3 separate regions of the Sus scrofa genome follow, and regions 1 and 2 are each linked to region 3. A link is a contact called in public Hi-C and HiChIP or PLAC-seq data. All regions are on one chromosome and are shown on one strand. The core of a region is the stretch at or near the end of the contact, and the rest is flanking DNA. Distances in the headings are between cores, read along the strand shown. Region 1 holds the start of TMEM170A (transmembrane protein 170A). Region 2 overlaps ADAT1 (tRNA-specific adenosine deaminase 1). Region 3 holds the start of GABARAPL2 (gamma-aminobutyric acid receptor-associated protein-like 2).

Evidence for each region. A called contact is a pair of places that touch in the nucleus more often than the background predicts. HiChIP or PLAC-seq counts read pairs in DNA pulled down with a chosen protein or histone mark.
Region 1: a contact with region 3 is called in an H3K27ac HiChIP or PLAC-seq map of alveolar macrophages. The contact joins the promoter of TMEM170A here to the promoter of GABARAPL2 in region 3. A contact is called at or near these places in 1 of 5 promoter capture datasets (fetal liver), 2 of 47 Hi-C or Micro-C datasets (embryonic fibroblasts and epiblast stem cells) and 2 of 2 datasets of contacts at active chromatin or transcription factors (alveolar macrophages and skeletal muscle).
Region 2: a contact with region 3 is called in a Hi-C map of skeletal muscle, with 2.8 times the contacts expected there. The contact joins the enhancer-like site here to the promoter of GABARAPL2 in region 3. A contact is called at or near these places in 5 of 47 Hi-C or Micro-C datasets (embryonic fibroblasts, epiblast stem cells, fetal heart ventricle and 2 more) and 2 of 2 datasets of contacts at active chromatin or transcription factors (alveolar macrophages and skeletal muscle).

What each region holds. Positions count from the first base shown.
Region 1 is chr6:12,192,982-12,197,218 of Sscrofa11.1, forward strand. It overlaps TMEM170A (transmembrane protein 170A), which reads left to right and starts at 2,142. Exons shown (of 3, transcript XM_013998173.2): 1 at 2,142-2,434. The coding sequence starts at 2,302.
Region 2 is chr6:12,093,136-12,097,584 of Sscrofa11.1, forward strand. All of the region lies in intron 8 of ADAT1 (tRNA-specific adenosine deaminase 1), which reads left to right. It overlaps LOC102159045 (a long non-coding RNA gene), which reads right to left. Exons shown (of 3, transcript XR_002344490.1): 3 at 3,649-4,055. Among named protein-coding and RNA genes, the nearest start is that of ADAT1, 19 kb to the left of the region's middle. Within about 2 kb of position 1,591, at least 2 of the 83 cell types and tissues checked have an H3K27ac peak or open chromatin away from gene starts, as enhancers often do. A contact at or near this core is called in skeletal muscle, where this site is marked.
Region 3 is chr6:12,130,517-12,134,774 of Sscrofa11.1, forward strand. GABARAPL2 (gamma-aminobutyric acid receptor-associated protein-like 2) reads right to left here and starts at 2,470. Exons shown (of 4, transcript XM_003126859.5): 1 at 2,309-2,470; 2 at 1,915-1,970; 3 at 366-538. The coding sequence starts at 2,342.

The sequences.
Region 1 (4,237 bases), core at 892-3,391, 62 kb after region 3:
TATACGTGTTTAAAATACAAAACAAAACTAGAGCAAAAGCCTTGGTAGCCTCAGGAGGGTGCAGGAAAGCTGCTGCAGTGGGAGAGGCTTTCAAGAGCACAGACTGAAACAACCACCACAGCCTGGACTTTGAATTTTCCCACGGTGGCAACTGAGTATTTTCTCCCCAGGGTTAAGTCTGGAGAACCTGGTTGGCCATGCATTTCTGGTGCTGTTCTGATCCCAGTCCTTGAATTTCCTCACTTCCATTCATTCATTCCATACACAGTACGGATTGAACACCAACCAGTTCAAAAGGGAAGAATCATGGGGATTAGCAGTGTGTGTGTGTGTGTGTGTGTGTGTTTAATTCCCTGGTGGCTCAGTAGGTTAAGGATCTGGTGTTGCCACTGCTGTGGCTCGGGTTACTGTGGGTTCGATCCCTGGCCCAGGACCTTCTGCATGCTGTGGCATAGTAAAAAAAAAAAAATAAAAAATAAAAGTTCTCAACAATCTGAGATTTCTAAATTCAAAAGAATGTTTCCTTATGGGCTACATGATTGATTGTTATATAACCTTAAAATAATTGGTTTCTTCCACTTATACACTCTGCTAGTCTGGGAAATGTACCAAAAACAGCATTGTTTTCATGACTTTTTAAAAAATATTTACTATTATTGTTTCAGAAAAGCTTCTCAGTTGCTGCAAAAGCCCAGTTGCAGTGTTAGAGAACTGGCATTAGAAAGTTTCCAAAACAGGAGTTCCCGTGGTGGCTTAGCTGTAACAAATCTGACTAGGAACCATGAGGTTTCAGGTTCAATCCCTGGCCCCACTCAGTGGGTTAAGGATCTGGTACTGGTGTGAGCTGTGGTGTAGGTTGCAGACGTGGCTCAGATCCTGCTTTGCTGTGGCTGTGGTGTAGGCTGGCAGCTACAGCTCCGATTAGACCCCTAGCCTGGGAACCTCCATGTGCCACAAGTGCGCCCCCCCCAAAAAAAAAGTATCCAAACGAAGGCTTTCAAGAGGGAACACTAGGAGTTCCCTTGTGGCTCAGCAGATTAAGGATCCAGCACCTCCAAAAAAAAAAAAAAAAAAAAAAGGAGGGAACTCTAATAAACAGTATTGCTAATGTTCTTGAAACAGTATTGCTAATGTTCTTGAATTAAAAGGAAAATATGTATTTTGTACACTGCTATTTATTTATTTATTTTTGGCCATGCCCAAGGTATGTGGAAGTTCCCGGGCCATGGATCCAACAGTGCCACAACAGTGATCCAAGCAGTTGCAGTGATAATCTTGGATCCTTAACCTGCTGCACCGCAAGAAAACTCCCACAATGCTTCTTTTTTTGTCTTTTTAGGGTTGCACCAGTGGCATATGGAGGTTCCCAGGCTACGGGTTGAATCAGAGCTGTAGCTGCCAGCCTGTGCTACAGCCACAGCAACAACGGATCCGAGCTGTGTCTGTGACCTCCACCACAGCTCACGGCAACGCCTGATCCTTAACCCACTGAGCAAGGCCACGGATGGAAACTGTGTCTTTATGGATACTAATCTGATTTGTCAACCACTGAGCCACAACAGGAACTCCCCACAATGCTTATTAATGAATTGTTTTTTATTGAAATACAGTTGTGTCAGTTTCAGGTGTAGATACATTGTGACTTGATATTTGCATACATTATGAAATCATCACCACGGTAAGTCTAGTAACCACCTGTCCCCAGTTATTACAATATTATTGACCACATTCCTCATGCTGCATACAGTGCTTTTTAGTTTAAAGTGAAGTTCTCCCAAAATATCATTTTCCTTCCAAATATTGAAGGTATCATGTTCCAGCTTCTTTCACCGCTACTGAATCATCTTATTCTCGTTGCCAGATGCATATGTATCTACGTATTTATTTATCCTTCCACCTATCTCTATGTCTGTCTTAACTGGCTGTATACCTCTCTCCCTCCTTATCTAAATCCCCTTACTTTCCTATAGGTGGCGCTGCAGAGGCGGGGGCAGAACACAGAGCGCCCCAGTGGAGCAGAAACGACTTCCCCAGTAGGGGGCGTAGCTCGTTGGTGCTGGGTCTTGGAGAGCCAAACGCAACGTCAGGGGTGGGAACAACTCTCGCCCCGCCCCTGCCATCCGCGGCGCCCTGTGATTGGAGGGAGGGGCCATCACTTGGCAGGGCCGTTGGGGAGGGAGGAAGAGGGCCTAGGCCGAAGGTGACGCTGAGGCAGCGGAGGTGCGGAGAAAGCCAGGAGTGAGAGCGAGCCACGGCACTTCGAGTGCTTTCCCCCATCTCTCTGCGGTGAATGGCGGCGGGATGGAGCACGAGGGGAGCGGCGGCAGCGGGGGTTCAGCCGGGCTCCTGCAGCAGATCCTCAGCTTGAAGCTCGTGCCGCGGGTGGGCAACGGGACCCTGTGCCCCAACTCCACTTCTCTCTGCTCCTTCCCAGGTACCGGCCCCGCCCCGCGCCTGCGCACTGCGCGCCCCGCCGGGGCCGCCCGGCTCCCCTTCCCCTAGGCGCAGGCGGGGTCCTCGCGGTTCCGCCCGCTGGGGGGTGTCTTCGTCCTGGAAGGAGGTTTCCTCTTCCTCGGTCGGGAGCTGGGTCCTCAGGCCAGGACACCCCGAGCCCGCGCTGGGGGCCAGGTTGAAGGGAGCGGCCGCGGGTGGACCCGTCAGTGAGGGGCGTTCGGCCGCCTCCAGAACTGATTGTGCTCGTCGGAGTTTCCAAACGCCCCAGGTTCAGACGGGAACTCGGGGGAGCCCTGTAGGCGGCCGTCCCTCCTAGTCTGGGGCACGGGAGGCGGGCATCCCCGCTTTTGGCGGGGGTTGCTGGGGGGGCCCCTTTCGTCGGCGCTGGCCTCCCGGCTTTCGCAGCTCGGCCGCCGCGTAGTCCCGGCCTGTGGTGGGCGGCGGGGGCGTAAATCCGAACTCAGACTCCGTTTGTTTCAAGTCCAGCCCAACCCCTCTGCGCCCAGAGGTTGTCTGCAGATCGCTCCCACCTATATCCAAATCCATCCCCTCCACCAGCTTCTCTTTCTAGGAATCACCTGTTGCCAGTCTCCCACTCGGGCTTTGGAGATCTTTGACACAGCTTCTTTCTGACTCTTAACTCCCACTGGAGCGTCTGCTGGGCCTGACATCAGGATTTTTTTTTTAAATTGCAAATCGAGATAGAATGGTATCGGGCTCAGAAAGCTGAGAGGAGGGGGAAATCGTAGAGAAAGCTAAAAATAAAACCTTTGAGGAGAGGGCACCGTTCTGTGTCGGCCCTTTCAAGGCAAGAAGACTGAGACCATCGTGGCTGAAGGGTGAGGTTGGGCTCCCCAGCAGAGCTGATGGCTATCTTGACTTAGCAAACAATGTGAGAACCGGCCTGAGAGCTGCCGAGGAAGGAGGGTTGGGTTACTAACTGCAGTGATGAACAAGGCACCTGTGATTTCGCATCCACCGGGCAGCGACTGCCTGGCGCCATTCAGCGGACACCAGGGACTTGCTGTGTATTACCTGCCTAGTATTTTCCCGGACGGGTTTTGTGAAAGAGTTAATAATAACCATGCTGGGGCAGATGCAGCTGTTAGCTTGAAGTAATCTGGCAAAAGGTAGCAAAGGCACTAAGATCGCATTTGACCGTAACAGCAGAAATAGACAATATTCTGGAGACACTGTCCAAAATGTTCATGCAGTGTGGAGGCACCACTGGACCAGATTGGTCTGTTTTTGTATGTTTCCTTACTTTCCCCCAATTCTTTATTTGGAAATTTTTCAAATCTACTGAGAAATTGAAATGATAGAACAAATACCTTTATACCCTTTACTTAGATTCATTATTAATATTTTGGTTATTTTACTTTCTCTCTAAATACATATGCCACACATAACATTTTTACTTTCTCTGGAGCCCTTTTTCCTTCTTTTTCAGCTGTGCCCATCGCATGTGGAAGTTCACAGGCTAGGGATCGAATTTCATACACAGCTGTGATCTACAGCCAAAGCAATACCAGACCCTTAATCCTCTTTGCCACAGGAAGCCTTTGGGGTGGGAGGGCAGCACCTGAGGCATATGGAGGTTACCAGGCTAGGGTGGAATTGGAGCTGCAGCTGCCAGCCTACACCACAGCAACTTGATCCAAGCCATGTCTGCGACCTACACCACAGCTCACTGCAACGCTGGATCCCCAACTCACTGAGCGAGGCCAGGGATCCAACCCACATCCTCACGGATGCTAGTTGGATTTGTTTCCACTGTGCCACA
Region 2 (4,449 bases), core at 341-2,840, 38 kb before region 3:
GGAGTGTTGTGAGAGTTGAGTGAGGGCGTGTCTCTAACATGGTGCAGGGCTTGCAGTAGACATCTCATTAAGATAGATTTCGGAGTTCCTATCATGGCGCAGCGGAAACTAACCTGACTAGGAACCATGAAGTTGTGGGTTCGATCCCTGGCCTCGCTCAGTGGGTTAAGCATCTGGTGTTGCTGTGAGCTGTGGTGTAGGTCACGGATGTGGCTCAGATCTGGCGTTGCTGTGGCTGTGGCGTAGGCCAGCAGCTGTAGCTCCGATTCTGCCTCTAGCCTGAGAAACCTCCATATCCCGCGGGTGTGGCCCTAAAAAGCAAAATTAATTAATTAATTAATTTAATTACTGGTGCAACACTCAAAGGTAATATTTATTTAGGTCTTTATGTTTATTACAAACAACAAGATAATAACAGGAATCAGATGAAGGACCCCCATTTTCAAGATGCTTAATTTTACCTTTTGCCCTAAACTGGTGAATCTTTTTCAATTCTCTTTGCCCTGAAGAGGCAAATCCTCTTCCCATCTGGCGAGATACCAGAGCATCCTGGAAAGGTTATTACATGCCTCGTTGGATTATAAAAGAGGAAGGTAAGAGATTAAAAAAAAAAAAATCTAGGAGTTCCTATCATGGCGCTACGGAAACGAATCTGACCAGGAAAGATGAGGTTGCAGATTTGATCCCTGGCTCTCTCTGTGGGTTAAGGATCCAGCGTTGCCGTGAGCTGTGGTGTAGGTCACCAAGACAGCTTAGATCTGGCATTGCTGTGGCTGTGGTGTTGTAGGCCGGCAGCTGTAGCTCCAGTTAGACCCCTAGCCTGGGAACTCCCATAAGCCTCAGGTGCGGCCCTAAAAATCAAAAAAAAAAAAAACTTAAAAATTAAGAAATTTTTTAAAAATCTAGGAGTTTCTTTTGGTGCAGCAGATTAAGGATCTGATGTTGTTGCAGCAGTGGCTGAAGTTACTCCTGTGGCACAAGTTTAATGCCTGGCTAGGGAATTTCCATGTGCTGTGGGTGTGGCAAAAAAAAAAATGCAAAATCTCAGTGTGTCAAAGTATGTAAGAATAAAGGTAGGAATAGACCGAAATGTAAATGTATAATCTTTAAAAAACTATGTATCTCTGTGTATAGCTTTCCTTGCTCTTTGATGCACAAATCAGCAGTGTTAACCAACTCATCAGGAAAAATCTAACATCTAAAAATGTAATCCTCACTGCTAAAAGGAACCAGGGCTCATTGGAGCACAGCATCTAGCAGCCACCAAGATTATTTTGCTCCACAGATGACATCAGTCGTTATTTTTGGATGTCCCTCTGACAGAGGAATTACTAGTATGGTCACTCGGTTATGTTGTTGACAAGTCTCGAGAAGGGTCTTACTTCTGTGGAGGGAGCTCTTCTCCAGCAGAGGAGAGATTCCCAGTGTGTCTTTATAGCTACAGCACCTTACCTTACTCATGAAATGACTTACATCAAAAGCATTCACACGAGAAGGTGCCGTTTGCAGATGGCATGTACAGATCTGGTCTCAAGAAGCTGTTAAAGTCTCTATCACTGATGGCTCCTTACAGTGACACTAGAGGCTTTGACATTCCACCACCTGTTGGTGGTGAATACAGTCCATTTGGCTCCTTGCATTGAGGTGTAAGTGATACGTTCCTTTAATGAACCTGGAGCGGATCCCATTTCCAGGATACAGATCATGACATGGTTGGTTGCTAAAGCTTCTTGTTCTTACGAATGAAATGCTTTGATACACTTCAGGAAGGTCGTGGGATGATAAGAGCCAAGTCTTCTCTCCTTGATGCACATCCGTGACCACTGGGTTACAGCAAACGTCTCAATCCTTTGGTGACCACCCATTGGCTAGGTTTCACTGATATTGAACTGTCAGATTGTTTTGTTCCTGAGTAATGGTTTTCTCATTTAAACACTTGCCCAGTGTTTTGGTTCTATAGTTTTGTTAGTTCATTTTCAGTTCAAGGGGATTGATATCTCAAACTGACATTTCTTACTTCAGCTTTAGCTGCAAGTCTTTATTAGTTTAATCAGGCCACTTTGTTAATTGAGTGGAAAAAAATATGAGTACTTTGACCTGCAAGGATTTCATATATCTAACATCTTTCTCATCCACCTGCAATGACCCAACGCATGGTTATGTATAAAAAAGGCTCTCAGGTCCAATACAAGCTCCCTGTCAGAAAAACTCATTTTATTTTCTACTCTTTTAGAAAAAGAAACTACAGGAGTTCCCATCATGATGCAGCGGAAACAAATCTGACTAGGAACCATGACGTTGCGGGTTCGATCCCTGGGCTCACTCAGTGGGTTAAGGATCCGGTTTGCCCTGAGATGTGGTGTAGGTCACAGATGCGATTCGAGTCTGGAGTTGCTGTAGCTGTGGTGTAGGCCGGCAGCTATATCTCTGACTCGACCCCTAGCCTGGGAACCTCCCTATGCTGCGGGTATGGCCCTAAAAAAAAAAAAAGACAGAAAAAGAAACTATAGTAATTTTTTTGGAATCTACATGTTTTAAGAGAACACATATCAAGGAGTCCCCACTGTCCCACAGTGGCTTAAATAGCCAGTGTTGCTGAAGCTGTGGCATACGTCACAGCCACGGCTTAGATTAAATCCCTGGCCCAGGAACTTCTATATGCAACAGGTGAGGCCAAAGAAAAAGTGAACACATATCAAATCTAGAATATATGTTTTGGAGTTCCCATCATGGCTCAGTGGTTAACAAATCCAACTAGGAACCAAGAGGTTGCGGGTTCGATCCCTGGCCTTGCTCAGTGGGTTAAGGACCTGGCGTTGCCGTGAACTGTGGTGTAGGTTGCAGACTCGGCTCGGATCCTGCGTTTCTGTGGCTGTGGCGTAGAGCAGCAGCTACAGCTCCGATTAGACCCCCAGCCTGGGAATCTCCGTATGCTGTGGGTTCGGCCCAAGAAATGGCAAAAAGACAAAAAAAAAAAAAAAGAAGAATGTATATTTTAATGTATAATATATATTTACATATTTATTATATAATAGCATAATTTATATATTATATAATAGTATATAGTGTAGATTAATATTACATAATAGTGTAATACTGTGTTGTAAATATATAATATTATATCATAATTTATAATATATATTTAAAGTCTATTTCAGTTCTATTTCATTGGTCTGTTTGTTTATCCTTGTGCCAAAACCATACTCTTTCCCCCACCCCACTTGTTACAGCCACACACCCACGGCATATGGGAACTCCCAAAACCAAACTGTTATTAACTGTAGTTTTATAATAAGATGGTATCTGTTAGGGAAAGTCCCCTTGCCTTGTCTTTCAACAGTGTCTTGACTTTTCTTGGACTTTAAATCTCAAAATCAATTTGTGGAGAATTAACATCTTTCAGTGTTAATTCTTCCAAACCAGGAATGTGGTGTATATCTCTCTCTATAATCCTGGTGCCAAATTGGCAGATGTGCCCCAAAGTTAAAACAAGCAGTTATTTAGGTCTTCCCTCCTTAAATTTCAGTAGATTTTATTATTTTCTTCACGTAGATTTTCTTTTATTAGATTTATTTCTTGAATGTTGTATTAGTTATCTCTTGCTACATAACAGATTATGCACACACCCTGAAAAAAAGACTTACTGGCTTCAAACAACAATTAACATTTATTATTTCATAGTCTCTGTGGGTCAGGAATTTGAGAGGAGCTTAGCTGAGTAATTCAGGCTCAGGGGCTCATGAGGTTGCAATCCATTCTGTCAGCCAGGGCTGCAGTCATCGAAGGCTTGACTGGGGCTGGTGGGTCTAGTTTCAAAATGCCTCGCTCATGTGGCTGCTGGGTCGGTGCTGGCTGCTGGCAGGAGGGCTCAGTTCCTCTCAGCTTGGATCTCTCCATAAGGCTACAGTTATTCATGTTAACAACATGATGCCTGGTTTCCCCATAGAGTGGGCAATCCAAGAGAGCAAGGCAGAAGCCACTGTCTTGTATGACCAGCCTCAGAAGTCACACTCCATCTGCAGTCTCCTAATGGTTGTTCAGGTCAGCCCTATTCACTGTGGGAGAGGATTGCATGCGTGAATTCCCGGAAGCGAGAATCATTTGAATCATTTGGAATCGATTGAAATCAAGAATCATTTGAAGATTAGCTACCATCGATACTCTCTCTCTCTTTTTTTTTTTTTTTTTTTTTTGTCTTTTTGCCTTTTCTAGGGCCACTCCCGAGGCATATGGAGGTTCCCAGGCTAGGGGTCGAATCGGAGCTGTAGCTGCTGGCCTACGCCAGAGCCACAGCAACTCGGGATCCCAGCCGCGTCTGCGACCTACACCACAGGTCACAGCAACACCAGATCCTTAAACCACTGAGCAAGGCCAGGGATCGAACACGCAACCTCTTGCTTCCTAGTCGGATTCGTTAACCACTGCGCCACCACGGGAATTCCATCGATG
Region 3 (4,258 bases), core at 1,220-3,719:
GCAGGGCCCACAAGCTCCTGGGGAAGAACTTATTTCATGGATCATTTGGAGAAAACCTCATTTCAGGCTTCAGTTCTAAAAATGGCTAAAGCCAAAATAAGTCCTAACTGTTTTAAAGGATTCTTGGGCGCCTGAGGCTGAATCTCATCTTTTGTTTGTTTGTTTGTTTGTTTGAAGTCCAGGCCTTACTCTATTGTCTTAACCCAAAGTATACACCCATCTACTGCAACTCTTCCTTGAACTCCTGAGGTCAGGGAACACAAAATCCTTATTTCCAGTCAAGACCCCTAAGAGCTTTCAGTCCTCCAAAGTTTTGAGTTCTGCAAGCAACCAAGCAGATGGCCAACACAGTAAACACCTCTCACCTGGACTGTGGGACTGTCTTATCCACAAACAGGAAGATTGCCTTTTCAGAAGGAAGCTGGATCCTTTTCCTGATAATCCACATGAACTGAGCCACAGTGATGTCAGATGGAACCAGGTATTTCCGTTTGTCAATGTCAACAATCTGAGAGCCTGAGACTTTTTCCACGATCACCTGCAAAAGCAGAGAAAGGTCGGGACTGGATTTCTAGACTGAGGCTCTGGCCCAGCATTACTGGAGAGCTGATGAACAATGTGTGGTCAGGGAGGTGGGTGGGAAACTGTGAAACATGAGAAAATACGTTCGACTTAAAAAAACCACACACTTAAGAATTGATATATATGTGTTACGGGGAAAGGTAAGTGCTTTTCTGTGGTCAATTACTTTCTTTCTCATCCCTGATCTCAGCATGCATGAAATAAACACAGCCCTCACAAAAAAGCTTTGCAACATCTTGTCTGGGCAGACTGGAGACTATCTGGTGAGAGCTTCCTCTACAGCCTGTTACTTCAGGACCCCAAAGTGAACCCACACTACAGGGGAATAAGATCCCAAGGAACACTGGAAATGAGAATGGACGGACTAATGGGATGGACTGGCAATCCCAACCAGCCAAGAACCAAGCTCTTCATTTGGCCTGTTGCTTCTCTCTGAACTACGTTTCAAATTTACCCCTCTTGCTCTCTCCCCAGAGGAACTGTTTACAAGCCATGAGCTACAATAACAGACCCGGATGTCCTTTAAAAACCAATCAGGGAGTTTCCATCGTGGCACAGTGGAAACAACCCGACTAGGAACAACGAGGTTTCAGGTTCGATCCCTGGCCTTGCTCAGCAGGTCAAGGATCCAGCGTTGCCATGAGTTGTGGTGTAGGTCACAGTCACGGCTCAGATCTGGAGTTGCTGTGACTGTGGTGTAGGCCAGCAGCAACAGCTCTGATTGGACCCCTAGCCTGGGAACCTCCATATGCCATGGGCGCAGCACTAAAAAGACAAAAAACAAAAAGGACTAAAGAAACTATGTGCCCTAACACGGAAGAAATATAGGATACGTTTTATTGATTACAAGGAAGGCACTGGACGGGGCTCCTCAGATTTTTTTTGGTCAGGAAAGGATGACAGGGTCAGGGTGAGAAAAGGGAAGGAGAAGTCAGGTAAAGCCGGAGGCTCAAAGTTAAAGATGAATGTCCTAAGGCTAAAGTATCCCTTCCAAAACCAAAGTGAAAGACTCCCTCCACCACTATTCCCCAAAGTGGCTGTGACCTGTTGCCCTGTCCTAGAACATCGTTTCTTACATAATTGGCGAGGGAGCCCTGAGGCTGCAGACAGCTCGCTGGCCTAGTTCCGGAGATTCAGCACTGAGGCATCCTGAACAGCACCAACTCAAGCCCCTCAAGCCGCCGCCCGAGGGTCCCTAAGCCGTCAGGCCCCGTCAACTACTCTAACCGGACTGGAATCTAAACTTATCAACTGCTGAATGGCCAGGGACCCTATCATGGGTCCAAGACGGCAGGGGTGACAGCGAGGTGAGGGGGCGGGGAGTTCACTCACCGGAACCCGGTCGGGATATTTCGCTCGGATCTTCGCAGATTCCACGCATCTGTGTTCTATGAGAAAAACACACCCGGCTGACGGTCGCGCCGGCCCACCGGCCTCCGGGTCCCTCGCCCCTCCTCCACCCCACCCCACCCCCGTGACCTGTGCACGCCCCCGGCCCTCGTTCGGGTGTCCCAGCGACCTCGGTCCTCGTTCCCCTGGCTCTGGCGGGGCCCGCGGAGGGCGGCGAGGAATCCATAGTTAGCCGCCCGGGGTGCTGGGGCCTCGGCGACCAGAGCTCAGAGGGCGGCATCCGCCCCACCCGGCCCAGCCTAGGGCGGCCCGAGTGGGGGAGGGGGCCCACCCGCCGCCCCAGCCCCCACGGGCAGGCCAAACGCCGAGCGCTTACCCAGCGAGTGGTCCTCCTTGAACATCCACTTCATGGCGACAGCGGGGAAAGGACGCAGCCGGCTCTCGGAGCCGCGGAGCTCAGCGCACCAACCACAACAACAACGACGGCGGCGGCGGCGGCGGTGACTACACGGCAGGCGGGACTTCCGGCCGCTGGAGCCTAGCAACCGGCCGGGGGCGGGGCTTCCGGCGCCGCTTCTCAGGGCATCGGGCCAGGAGGCGTGGGGCAAGGAAGGAGTGGGTACCGCGAGAGGCCGCGGGAGGAGTTGCCGTGGTGACGTTGACGATTGGGGTGTCTGTAAGGGAAGTTGATGACTGGGAAGGGGATATTCAGGAATTGGTAACAAGAGCGGGGTTTCGGTGGACGTTGGTAACAGGAAGGGATGTGTGGAGGTCTGGCTGATACGACAGGGCTCTTGGGAGTGTTAGAGAAGTCCGACCGGGGCGTTGGTGACAAGAGGGGAATTTTAGAATATCAATGACTGAAGAGGGGTCTTTGGTGGCTGCTGATGGCAGGGGGTCTGTTTAGGGCATTGACAGTCTGAGGGGTATTGTGTAGAGTGGTAACGGGTTGGGCTAAATTGAGAGGTTTTTTGTTTATTTTTTTGGCCACGCCCACGGCATGCGGAAGTTCCCAGCCAAGGCCAGGGATCCCACCTGAGCCACCGCAGCGACAGCGCCGGATCCCTAACCCCTAGGCCACCAGGAAATTCCCAGGTTGGGGGCTCAATCTGGAGTGTATGACTAGTTTGAGGAAACTGTATGGGGAGGGATACTGATGACAACCCCGGGGGGTTCATTATTGGGGACAGCCATAACAGGTTGCATTGGACCTGGAAATGGAGTTTAAACAAATCCCATTTCCTTGCTTTATTCACGAATAGTGTCTGAATAAACATTTAAGAAAAGGTATCATAAATATGCATTTGAGGGGCATAACATCACGCTGATCACAAAGAAACCCCTTAATCTTAACTGGTGGAGTAGTCAGAGGTGACAGACTCAGAAAATTCCTCTGACAGCTAGGCATGAAGCGGGTTTCTTCAGCACTCAGCTTTGGGGTTCAACAGTTACAGCCTGGGTTGTGTGAGTGTCTCCTGCCTGAGCGTCCGCCTTCAGGTTCTCCAGGAACGTCATTCCTTTCTTCTTCCAAGAGTCATGGGACGGTCTGCCCTGGGTCATCATCTGTTTATGAGCTGGTGCATATCTGACAAGATATTCACTTAATTGGGCACATGATCCTCACCACATGCTTGTGAGTCTGATGCATCCAAAAGGCCTGCATGTGTGAACATCGTCATTCACAATTTCCTCAGTTGAAATTCCTTATGGATGTTGTGGAATCTAGCTTCATTCTAAAAGTATTTTTGTTATTTTAAGATTGTGTGTCTGAGCAACTAAAACAGCTGTTTGTTGACTTGCTTGTTTTTAATGAAATGAAAAATCCTATGAATTTCATACCTCGAGATTATTGTTGCATGTAGGAACACTATTCCAAGTGTTGGGGGAAAGCCATGAACAGAACAGACCACATATATGTTCTTATGATGTTTGCATTCTAGTGGGACAAAGCAAAAATATATATATGAGGAATTCCCATGTGGCACAGTGGGAACGAACCTGACTAGTAACCATGAGGTTTCAGTTTGATCCCGGGCCTCACTCAGTGGGTGAAGGATCTGGTGTTGCCGTAAGCTGTGGTGTAGGTCCCAGACTTGGCTCTGATCCTGTGTTGCTGTGGCACAGGCCGGCAGCTGTAGCTCCAATTTTACCCCTAGCCTGGGAACCTCCACAAGCCGTTTGTGCAGCTCTAAAAAGCAAAAAATAAAAAAAAAATGTGTGTGTGATAATAAGTGCTGTTTAGAAAAATAAAGCATGGTTGGTGACTAGAAAGTGAAGGTGGGAATCGAATGCTAATTAGATCAAGAATTCTAGGCAGTATTCTAGG